Regions from separate parts of the Zea mays genome. Here regions 2 and 3 are each linked to region 1. A link is a contact called in public Hi-C data. All regions are on one chromosome and are shown on one strand. Each heading gives the region's core, a stretch centred on a gene start, on an enhancer-like site or on the middle of the called end of the contact. The rest is flanking DNA. Distances are from core to core; before and after follow the strand shown. Region 1 holds the start of LOC103627382 (pentatricopeptide repeat-containing protein, mitochondrial-like). Region 2 holds the start of LOC100283061. Region 3 holds the start of LOC103627383 (cyclin-dependent kinase G-1-like).

The links. Hi-C and Micro-C count contacts between places; a contact is called where the count stands out from the background.
Region 2: a Hi-C map of tassel shows a contact between it and region 1, with 2.6 times the contacts expected there. The contact joins the promoter of LOC100283061 here to the promoter of LOC103627382 in region 1. A contact is called at or near these places in 5 of 25 Hi-C or Micro-C datasets (ear, endosperm, leaf and 1 more) and 2 of 3 datasets of contacts at active chromatin or transcription factors (leaf and seedling).
Region 3: a contact with region 1 is called in a Hi-C map of leaf, with 8 times the contacts expected there. The contact joins the promoter of LOC103627383 here to the promoter of LOC103627382 in region 1. A contact is called at or near these places in 2 of 25 Hi-C or Micro-C datasets (ear and leaf).

What each region holds. Positions count from the first base shown.
Region 1 is chr5:185,306,853-185,311,098 of Zm-B73-REFERENCE-NAM-5.0, forward strand. It overlaps LOC103627382 (pentatricopeptide repeat-containing protein, mitochondrial-like), which reads left to right and starts at 2,886. Exons shown (of 1, transcript XM_008647675.4): 1 at 2,886-4,246. The coding sequence starts at 3,012. It overlaps LOC111589446 (small nucleolar RNA Z102/R77), which reads left to right and starts at 1,105; the gene lies at 1,105-1,189.
Region 2 is chr5:185,127,625-185,131,672 of Zm-B73-REFERENCE-NAM-5.0, forward strand. It overlaps LOC100283061, which reads right to left and starts at 1,579. Exons shown (of 3, transcript NM_001155963.2): 1 at 1,069-1,579; 2 at 651-752. The coding sequence starts at 1,117.
Region 3 is chr5:185,522,249-185,526,251 of Zm-B73-REFERENCE-NAM-5.0, forward strand. LOC103627383 (cyclin-dependent kinase G-1-like) reads left to right here and starts at 2,004. Exons shown (of 7, transcript NM_001346708.1): 1 at 2,004-3,571; 2 at 3,680-3,808; 3 at 3,926-4,003. The coding sequence starts at 2,244.

The DNA of each region.
Region 1 (4,246 bases), core at 1,636-4,135:
GGGAAGAGCACCAAGAATATTGTGTATAAAGATGTCCTCAACTGCTGACAATTGGTAAGTCCATGCAAATAGCACATATGTTTCCTATGTTTGAATAATCTGCGTGTTATATTTTCGATGAATATTTGTGTGTTCCTGCCAATACTGACAATATTACTTTCATGGTGTCTCCACATGTTAGCTGCATCATTTTTACATGTTATTTGGCCTTTTCTTGTGGAGCTCCAGCTGTAGAGTCTAATTGGTGCTCCTTTTCCTCTCTGTAGTGCAGATTACGATGTCCATACCAAGATCAGCTGGGGATGCTGAAAGATGTGCTTTCATTATTGCACTCTGAAAGTTATGCATACATGACTCATGGTACAATTATATAGGTATACATATTAATCTTATGCTTTGTAACCTCTATGATTGATATAATAATTTTCACTTCTTTTTTACTGTTCATCGAATAACCTGCAGCTACTTAATAACCAGTAGTGTTTTACCTTTTTTTAAGATCACCTGGATGGTCGTTGTCTGAATATCCCAATAATTCTGAGTTGTCCCCTTTTACATACCTACAGCCGTATTGTGTTGTACCAGCCACATATCTTACAATTCTTTTAATGGCAGTCCGGTGTTCAGAATTTGGTGTCTCCATAAATCTGCTCACCATTCCCACAAAATATGCTAGGTTAGGTCTGGTGTTTACAAGATATCTCAGACTCCCAACTATACTTCTGTACTTGGTAGGATCAAATAGTCTGTAACCTTTTGAGCCTGACTCATAACCTATGAAAACCATTTTGCTAGATCTATCAGCCAGTTTATTTAAACCTGGACCAACCAACTTCACATGGGCAACACAACCAAAAAATCTCAAATGACTGACACTAAGTTTCTTTCCATGCCAGGCTTCGAAAGGAGTCTTAGAGATTAGAGCTTGGACTTCACAGCTTCCATTTTCAGACTTCAACAACTATTTTTTTCTAACAAAAATAATTCTAAATATTATACTCAGTGAACTTGTGTTTGTGCCATCATTTCACAGTTGACATTCCTGATTTGTAACTACGATCCTGCTTTTTATATAAAGTTAAATGGTTTGTTTTTATGGTGAGGAGATATGTGATGATCGAATTGTTTCCCTATTTGTTTGATTGGCTGCCATGATGGCTAAATCTGCATTAGCTCTATCTGATCATCTCCTTTACTGGCATTCAATGGAACAACAACGTATATCTGACATAGAGGTTAGGTTTAAACATCACGCATGTTGTTTTACTTGTGGGTTCATGCAGGATATAATGGTTTCAATCATATTCTTGTATCCTTTTTGCATTTGATTCTGTTTTTTTGTCTTCTTATTTATTACTTTTAATTTGTTTGCCAAAACTTTCAATACTGAAAATGATGTGACCCTTAGCATGAAAAATATACTCGTGTTTAGAAAACTTGAGCTTTTAGGATTGTACTCAGTCAACTTCAACACCTACTACCTTTGTGTTTATTTATTTAGCCTTTTCATGTGGTCCTCTAGCTGAATCTAATCAGTGCTTCTTTTCCTCTTTGGAGTGCAGATTACAATGTTAATAACAAGCCCACTGAATGCTGAAAGTTGCGTAAAGGAGCGGTGAGTCTGGGAGCTATGTTTGTGCATGTCGTTCTATGTGCGCTGATAGTAGCGATCAATTTCCCAGTGTATGAAGCAATGTTCGTCCACAAGGACAGTGGCAGATTACCAGCTTCGGTCAGTGTAGTTTTACTCTGCATTGTATTACCATTATGTATACTACTTCCAACCATGTTGTAGATGTGGAGCTGGTGAAAGATGACATATATATTTGAAACCCGATGGTGAAAGTTATAAGAACTGTACTCATATAATATATTTCCAAGAGAAATAAAAAAACAATAACATGTTCCTTTACATATCTGAAAATGTCGCAACATTTTGTTTATCAGGGTGGTGGCGCATAACTTTGTCCAGTCACTGCAATCTGAGAATTCGTTGAACTGGTTTTTCTCATTTGCAATGGCTATACATAGAGACCCTGTCACTGGCAAGCAGTATAGGATTGAATTTGAAGAGCTACACATAACCATCACAGAAACTGCAGCACTGCACGGCTCATTAGCTTCCTCAAGATTGTGTGGGACTGGGCGAGACACAGCAGAACCGATTATGACTAGCGCAGGAATGGTGGCGGAAATGGCTGAATCTACGAGATGGATTGGAAGCCTACTGATGCGTTGGTCCTAGAGCTGTAGGAGGTCATCTTCTCGTCCCTGGACCTGGAGTCCTTGCTGTAGGCCGACGCCGACCTATCCCTGATAAACACGAGCTGCAGGATAACTTAATCTTAATGTGTATTCACTTGTGTCATGATTCAGATTTTTTGTTCACCTCGTTATCTCAATCACTTTTGACATGATTTATAATGTGTATTCACTTTATTGTCTTTTTAGATTTGTTGTATAGTTAGGACGGGCACTTTACTAGTACTACTAAACTCACACTGTGTACCCTATGCCTAAAAATTCTAGGTAAATAGTGCGTCAACCAGGGCTCGAACACTGGGCGAGAGCGAAGTTAGATTGTCTCTAGTAGAGCATAGAAAATAGAGGACATGTAACTATAAATGATATTGTTTAATAATGTTTATAGATAGAAATTTGAAATAGGAGATGGATGGAGGAGATCTACTCGAGATAGCTTTAGAAATAGAGTCTCGAAAAAGTGACCCGAGCGGTTGGTAACTTGGTACACGGGCAAATAAGTCAACTGCTATGCAGTGTGCTGTGGCTGTGGGCCTTTGAGCGGGCGCCAAAAAGTATTGGGCCTTTTTAAGCCATGGGCCGCGGTCGCAGCGGTCCGGCGCTTGCAGCCTCGTCGATCGTCACATCCTAAACGCTGAAACGCGGCGCACGCACTTCCTATCCCTCTGCCGCCGCACCGGCAGCTCAGGTGCTCAGCACTGCTGAACCAACTGCCGGCGGGAGCGACAGGCCGCGGACATCGTCTGCCGATGCCTCTGCGCGGTCTCCGGCGCCGGGGGCGTTGCTGTGATGACGGGAGGACCCTGCTACGCCTCTCTCTCCGCAGATCGTCATCGTGCGCCGCACCTTCGAGCCAAAGTTCCAACAGCGCCGCACTCACGGCGGAGGAAGAGGCGGCGGCCGCACAAATCAAGAGCTCGCTCCTCAGGGCGCGCAAGGGGAGCGTCGAGGACCTGGTACGGGCCCTGGCGGCAGAGTGCTCCGAGGTCCGGCTGACGAGCGGCGTCGCGGACAGCCTGCTGCGCGGGTGCGGGGACTGCTGGAAACCCGCGCTGGGTTTCTTCCTTTGGGCGCAGTCGCGGGGCGGCGGCTACTCGCACACACCGTACGCCTGCAGCCGGATGGTCGACCTGCTCGGGAAGACGAGGCAGATCGACCGGATGTGGGATCTGCTGTCCGAAATGCACTGCAGGGGGCTCGTCACGGTGGACACTGTCGCCAAGAGCATCAGGAGGCTTGCCGCTGCGAGGAAGTGGAGGGATGCCATTCTGTTGTTTGATCAGCTGGAGGACTTGGGACTGGAGAGGAACACGGAGACCATGAATGTGCTGCTGGACGCGCTCTGCAAGGAGAAGAAAGTCGAACTGGCGCGCGAGGTCTTTGTCATGCTCAGCCCTCATATCGCACCAGATGCGTACACTTTCAACATCTTCGTCCATGGTTGGTGCAGCGTGCGCAGGATTGACGAGGCGCTGTGGACGATCGAGGAGATGAAAACCAGGGGGTTCCCTCCTATCGTCATCACATACACGGCTGTTCTTGAGGCGTACTGCAAGCAGCGCAACTTCAGGAGGGTCTACGAAGTCCTTGATTCCATGGGTTCTCAGGGCTGCCATCCGAATGTGATCACATACACGATGATCATGACCTCACTGACAAAATGCGAAAGGTTTGAAGAAGCTCTGAGTGTCTCTGATAGAATGAAGTCCTCTGGTTGTAAGCCTGATACCTTGTTCTACAACGCCCTGATCAACCTTCTCGGTAGAGCAGGTCACTTGTTTGAAGCCAACCAAGTGTTTCGCGTGGAGATGCCAAGGAATGGCGTGCTCCGCAACGTGGCCACCTATAACACGATGATATCAATTCTCTGCCAATATGGGCGAGATGATGACGCGCTCGGTGTACTGAAAGAGATGGAAGCACAATCCTGCAAACCTGATCTTCAGACATATCAGCCACTTCTTAGACTGCTGCTTGGTAGAAG
Region 2 (4,048 bases), core at 329-2,828, 180 kb before region 1:
AAAACTTGATGTAGTCTCTATCATCCACTAAGTATACAGTGCAGGACTAGAGGACAATCACATTGTCTTTCCGCTCAATCTGAAAATCTTCAAGCCTCAACATTTACTGCAAGCCTACAACTATACAAGTTTGGATCAGAAATTCAGAACGATTTTTTTTTTTGAAATTTGGATCACAATGAATTGCTTTACAGGAGCCACATCATCCCAAGCCCTACCCTTCTTCCCTAGCCAGTCACATCGTTTTAATACTACTCTGATAAAGTTCACTTTGAACAATTCGTAAATACATTCAATCATATAATTGGATCGAGCGGATACATGTCTGGTCCAAATCCAGAATCTTTTATTGGTGCTAAAATTTCTCATTCAATTCCCCTTGTTTTTGGACCTGGAATGCCTAAAACTACAGGCTACTTCCTACTAGAACATGGACTTTCTTTACTTGTATATATAAGCACTTGCAGGCTCGCAGCTGTTGTAAATCCTTTAAATCCAAAATGCTTTAGTCAGAATTTTGTACTGAAAACATAAAATGCCAAATCCGCAACCACTGATAAAACAAAATGATATGATGGAGATTGCAGTAAACCAGCGCCAGAGCAGAATCGAGTGGAATTCAACACAAGGATATGAAAAGATCCAATTACCGGGATCAGGCCCCTTGGGGGCGGTGGCGCAAATCTGCTGGTTGGGGCACCCAGCGCAGGCATCTGCCTTGCCTGCCTCCTCAGACTGTGTTCCAGGGCAATCTGCGCAGCACCAAACAAAGCATGTTCAGGAACACGAATACCCTTGAAGCGAGAAATTTGCTATTTTGACACTGAGTTTTGGCTCTATGTTATTTTGTCATCCGTGTCTATGATTGATGGGACCATATGTGTTTATGATTTTTGGGTCCGATTGCATTGTGGCGAAGATGATAATGGCAAAATCATCTATATATCAGAGGAAACAAGGAAGATTTCGCCACGTTACAAAACATGGATGCAGAAAGCCGGCCCTACTAAGCAGAAAGGCAGAGGAGGAAGAACGAGGCCACCGGAGGGCTGGGGAATGATTCCTTACGCTCGTTCGCATCGTCGGGGACGTCGCCTTTAGCGCCGCCGTTCTCCATCTCTCTCTCCTTCTCCTACAGTTAGCCAGTTACTGAACTGGGGATTTGAGAGACGTCCTGGCCTGTTTGGTAGAGCTCTGCTTCTCTAGCTTCGAAAGCTGATCCTCTCGTGGAGTGATTCTGAATAATTCCTCGGTCAAAGTGTATCTGACTGATGAATTGTGTTTGGCTGGAAGATTGGAGAACTTCCTGACACTGTGGTCTTGAGCTTCGGCGACCAAGACAGAACGGACAGAGAGGAGGCGGGCCTGGAAGGAAGGGGCGACGGCTTCGACACCAGCGGCCTGGGAGCTCCGGCGGCTTGAACGGAAGGGATGGGTGGATTTGGGCAGGCGCGGGGACCTCCGGTCGCCCCTAACCCTAGTCGCCCTCCCGTGGGCTGGACAGAAGGGGAGCAGGTGAGGGGCCAGAGTTAACAAATAGCTAGGCCCTTGACCGTTGTTGCTTCTTCTACCCTTCTAGTCTGGCCTAGATAGAAGGGTGCGGCGTTGTCCGCATATCGTGTACGATCACAAGTTTGCTTCTGTGCCTCTCACCGTCGTCGCTTCCGTCATTCTCCTGCCTCGAGCCTCGTTGCTATTTTTCATGTACCAAAATATCAACGTCCACTAGTTCAAAGCATATCCATGGTAAAGAAATAGCATATTTCATTCGTTCCAATTTATATTTTATACTAGTTCATTTAACTTTATATTGTAGAATATAATATATTTTCAAATATGTCTTTAAACTTTTTTTCAAAAAATAATACAGTCAAATTTGGTAAAAATCAAATTGGTACAAACGAAGTATGTTATTAGCTTGTCACTTTGAGCGTCCAAATCCAACCTTCAAGATTATTATGCTATTGGCTATACGTCACATATTTAACATGTTTTTTGTTTCAAAATTACACACTTCTAAAATTATGAACCAATCACTACATAAACAATAACCTTTTTTTAAACCACACATAGAAAATAAAAGCATATACTATGTTGAATACATATAACAAAAAAAATATAAGCGGTGAATTTATTATTACTTTCACCTAGAATCGCTCCAGCCTAATCGAATATGGGTTTACGCTGGAATCGAAGTCGACATAAGCTATAGTACATATCAACTTATGATTCAATCAACTCGTACAAGTTTTTTTAACATAGCAATGTTTCATAGACACCACTCTCTCCGTTGTTGACATCACACCAACACTAGGTCAGTACCCATGCGTTGCAACGGGAACATATAATACCATGATAACTTATATATAAAATGTGTCTTATATTGTTAAATATTTCATAATCCATTTATGATCCTAGCCATACATACATTTTGTTATTTTAATTTAGTTGTTTCACTACTACATTGCAACCATCAGTATCATGCAGACTTCGATATATGTCAAGATTTGTATGGTCTCATTATTGGAGAGCACGTGCCACACCTGCCGGTAGAAGTTCCGTCGTACATCGTTAGTCATCAGGCACGCACCACCATACACGCTTGCTTAAACAAAAAATGCAAGTGTGTGTTTGCGAAGAGAATTAAAGGCAGGCCGGCACAAAAGGTACCCCGACGATGGCGAGTGGTCATTGTTGTCGGTCCACCTCTGCTCACCTCCGGTGTCGAGATGACGCCACAATCCTTGATATAATAGTCGTCGAACGCGCGTGATATGGTGAGTACCGATCACTCTTGGCTGGGCTGCCAAATGAAGTGCACCCCGGGCTCATCAGCGAGGTAGTATACCTGGTCGTTGCACCACCGGATGTGCTACTCCTCTACATACATCTTGTTCGAGGACACTCACACACAACAACAATGGTCATCATTCCAGCGCACAAGAATTCATGGTCGGTCAGTAGCGACTTACGTGACAGGTTAGGCTTCAGGTGGATGATGAGCTAGACGGCGTGATGGCGTCGTCGTAGGTTGCGATGCCCAGAACAACCCGAGAGTCGTCGACATTGACGACGACCATGAGGTCCCCATGTTTGACGATGGACAGCGCGGTGCAGCCGCTCTGGACCACGTCCAAGCGGCGGCTGCGCCGAAGCTTGCCGTACACAGCGGCGCATGGGCCATGTAGGACTGCTTCCAGAGTTCGAACTGGCAGTCGCCAAGTTTCTTCTCGTCGTCGGTGAGCGACACCAACGCGAGCGCCTCGTGCTAGTGGTGTTTGTTCGGGTTTCCAAGTAAGAAACATGGATTCATCTTTGGCATTGGTTTATGAAAATGATTTATAAGTTAGATCCATGGAAAAATATTATGGAGAATAAATGTTACACATGCAAAAAAAGTATTTAAGTTGAAAACATTATTCAAACAAAAGAAATTGCATGCAAGGCTCTTCTTTAAATACTACTCCCTCAATCCAAAAATATAATTTAATAATCTCAGTGATACTTATCTACTAATACACATTGTGCAAGGGTAGCAGGTGGGCTTCGGGAGAGATGTATTATATGTTTTTACTATAATAAATGTAGACATAAACACACATGTGGTGTAGTGGTAGCTACAAACACATTTATTTGAGAGGTCGCGGGTTTGAATCTCCTTGGAGCCTGTTTTTTTAATTTAATTTTAGCTAGGCGTGGGATGCACGTGGGAATGGGAATAGGCTTTGTGGGAGGGGGAATGAGAAAGACACGTGATAGCCGGGAATGGAAATGTGAATGGGCTTTGCAGGGAGGAGAATGAGAACAGAGGTTGTCTAGGACTAAAGACTCTCTCACATAAAAACTCTAACTAAACAGAGGCTAAGAGACAAAAACCGTTTAATATTGATCCCAGTGCAACCCACGTAACAAAGATATCCTCCAAGACAAGAACAAGTAATAATTCCATTACCTGTTCTCGAATATTTGTCATCGGCTAGTTTATTTTTAACTAAAATACGATAAATAAAAAAGGCTAGCTTATTTTTAACTAAAACACGATAAATAA
Region 3 (4,003 bases), core at 754-3,253, 210 kb after region 1:
TTTTAGCGCTATCCAATGTTTAAACCTAATTACTCTATAATTAACTGATGTGATGCTACATTAAAAATTTGTTAATCATAGGATTAAAAAAATATTTTATTATTTAGTCTTTATCTATATTTTTTAATTAGATAATATTTAATATTCAAACATTCGATATAATATATATTAAACTTTACTCCACAAAACTAAACACCTTAGAGCAGTCCCAATCCATGAAGCCCATAAGTAGAGTCTATGCTGCCACATCATCAAGACATGAGTTATAGAAACTACATCTTTCAACCCAAACGGCGAAACTCACACATGCCGAGGGTCGCAAGCTACGTGCATGGTATCCGAGGCTTTACTATGGTCCCATAAAACATGTGGTAGAAGTGGTGTTTTGCCCTCCAACGCATTTGGGGCGGTGTCCTAGCTCATTGGAGATTGAGCCGACATGGTTTCCTGCATGAGACCCAGTGTCTTCATTTTGTTTCCTTTCTTTCATTAACGCTCTTGTCACATCATCATTTTACCTATGTGGCAGTCTATTTAATGTTATGAAAACTGGTTGACGTGGAGGGTTGGAACTGCTCTTATTAAATACGTGCCCGAACTCTGAATAACGACATTTCGGTAATTTTGATCAAACCGACATCAACCGACATCGTGAAGTCGGCTAAATGAAGTTTCCTACCATGTGCTCGTCCAGTGGCGTCCGCCGTCATCCGTTAGCCGCTCCAACCTCAACTATCATGTACCGGGCCGCTTGAAGCTTAAGTCCGACACGGTATCTGATATTTCCAACGATAAGAGTATGTACAACTTTATTTAATATGAGATTTTTTTTAGAGATTTTTAGGATCTAAGTGAAAAAAATACAAGACACAGACTCTTCGTTGCATTGATGATCCAGTGTTTCAAGGTTGTACTATGCAATCTCTTAGAATAGATGGTTAAGGCTTACTCCAACGGAGCAGCTATCCAGGCAGGCAAAGGTAAAATGACTGGCCGCTGAGCATTGTAGCTCAAAATTGAGCCTTCCAACAGAACAGCTATACACGCCAGCCAAAATACCAGGAGGAGAGAGAAAACGGCATTCTGCCTGCTCTTCGAGCGCCAGGCATTCTCTTCCCCTGTCTCTGACAAGCTGTCCCCTCAATCATTTGCCTTGCTTCATTCTTTCTTTTTTCCTCTGCTGTTGGATGCACGTCGCGGATAGCTGGGCAGGCATTCGGGAGGGGCCAGCCAAAGAGCAAAATAGCTGCCAGATTTGGCTGGCACCTGTTGGAGTGAGTCTAAGAAACTGCAACATACAACCCTGTGCTCATACAACCCTAAGCTCTAAAACATTAATGCAGTTAAGAGATAATGTGCATAGAAAGCCGTGAAGAGACAGACTTTTTGCGAAGAGTCTGTTTCTCGATTTTTTTTGTACTTAACATCCTATAGACTTCTCAATTAATAGGGTTGTACATGCTCTTAGTCGACTGTTATACTTGGAAACCAAACTGGGGTTGCCGTAGGGCTTAACATCCGGTTTTTTAAACTTCGGTTCGGGTTTTCGGTTTTCTAGACATTAGAAACTAATTGGTTTTCGTGAAAATGAAAAACCATGGTTTCAGTTTTTATTTTGGTTTCTCGGTAAAATCTAAATACCAAACTTATAATCAAGACAACACATACACCAAATTTATATAATAAATTACAAATAATTTTTAAAAGTAAAAATTATATAGGTATAAATATGTAGAGATATATCATACATCACATATAAATATGTGAGTAGTAATTTAATTGCTTCACATGTTTAGTTTACATAATGGAATAGTTAAATTTTTGAATCGATAAAGATTGGTAATTTGTTTTTTTTGTATTATATCGAAAAACAAACTTCTGAGATAAAAAAACCGAACGTTCGGTTCGGTTTCCGAGTTACCTTCCCTCGCGCGGTTCTGTCTGCCTTTATTTATTCGCGTTCCCTGCCTGTTTCGAGCCTCCAGCCTTAATAACCCGGCATTCTCTCCGCCGCTCGCCCGCTCCGCGTCCGGCGGCCCGCGTCGCCTCCACTCCCAATTAGCCTATCGTGTTCGACGCGAGCGAACTCGCTCAGATCAGAGTGTTCCCTGATCCGGTCCCAATCTTTTATTGGATTTTGTGTTTTGGTAGGGGATCTAGGGTTTGTCGTCGAATTCCGCCTCGAATTTTAGGGTTTGCTTCGGATCGATTCCGTTCCGTGGGATTCTTGCTTGCAGCACTCCATGGCTGCGGCGCGGCACGGGGGTTATAGGAGCTTCGACGTGGCCAGGAGGCGGGAGTTCGACCTGGAGCGTTCTAGGAGGAGCAAGGAGTACCGCCACTCGAGCCGCCACCGCGACTCGGATCGCCACCGTGATGGCAGCAGGGGCCGTGAAGTGCCCAACGGGTACATCCGCCACCGCTCGCCGTATGCGCCACCGAAGAGCCGACCTTCAAAAAGGAAGGACGATAAGGAGCCTGGTGAGGTCTCAAGCGATAGCGGCTCGGAGTCTGGTGGGCGCCCACCAGTGCTGAGGGAGGATGGGGGTCTTGGGGTCTGCAGGGATGGAGGTGCGTTGCCAGCAAGCAAGAAGAGGAAGCACTCACCTGGATTCCACGATACGAATGTTTCAAAGCTGCGGGCAAGAGATGAGGTGTGGAGCAGGAGAGGACCTGATGCCATAGCTGCGGAGCTCCCTCTTCCTTCGCCGCCCCCTATGTCTGCGGTTGGTGGGTGCTCACCAATGGATCCAGAAGTTTTGGTAGTTCCAAATGATGCTGAAAGGATGGACGCGATTACTGAGGGGGAAGAGGATTGTGCAACGAGAAACATTTTTACTTCAAGGTGGGCGGATGCTGCTGAAGAGGAGGAAGTGGTGATTGTGCCTAAGAAGAAGAAAAGTGTGCCACCTGCTCATTTGCCTGAACAGAAATCCACAAAGAAAATCATGGGCTCAGAGCTGGGAGAAGCGATGGGCAGTAAAACATCAAGAAGTTCCTCAAGTTCGTCTAACTCAATGGGTAGTGAAAACTGGAATATCGAGGTAGACGAGGGTGATGGCATTGATTCTTCTGTTGGTTGTTCGCTGGATACTCATTCCAGGAGCAATATGCGTAGGTCTGGATCACCTGAGGTTGTGCGAACACCACGTAGGTGCTTTAACATGCTTCAGGGCTGTAGGAGTATTGATGACTTTGAGAGGATCAACACAATCAATGAGGGTACATATGGAGTCGTATTTAGGGTGAGAGACAAGAAAACTGGTGAGATAGTTGCTTTGAAGAAGGTCAAGGTAGATAAGGAAAATGGACGGGAAGGGTTTCCATTGACTTCTCTCAGAGAAATCAATATCCTTCTATCCTTTGACCATCCTTCAATTGTGGATGTCAAGGAAGTAGTTGTTGGTGGTCATGACGATGATACTTTTATGGTGATGGAATACATGGAGCATGACCTTAAGGGTGTCATGGAGGCGATGAAGCAACCATATAGCCAAAGTGAGGTCAAATGTTTGATGCTTCAGCTGCTAGAGGGCGTGAAGTATCTTCATGACAATTGGGTACTTCACAGGTAACGACCAACTACTGATTCTTACTCATTGCTGTTCTGCATAACACTAACTGGGGTTTATGCTTTCTTTATGTACTCCGTATTTAATAATGTCATGTTGCTTTATAGGGATCTCAAGACATCAAATCTCCTCTTGAATAACCGCGGTGAGTTGAAAATATGTGACTTTGGACTCTCTCGTCAATATGGCAGCCTGCTAAAGCCTTACACCCAACCAGTTGTGACTTTGTGGTACAGGTATGTTATCAGCTAGCATAAGATTTCTCAAATGTCCCATACATTTTTATATCACGATTTAACTTGACATTCTCACATGTACAATCATGAGTCATTGTTTGCTCCTTATAATTACAGGGCTCCGGAACTACTATTAGGAGCAAAGGAGTATTCGACTGCTATCGATATGTGGTCATTAGGTTGCATAATGGCAGA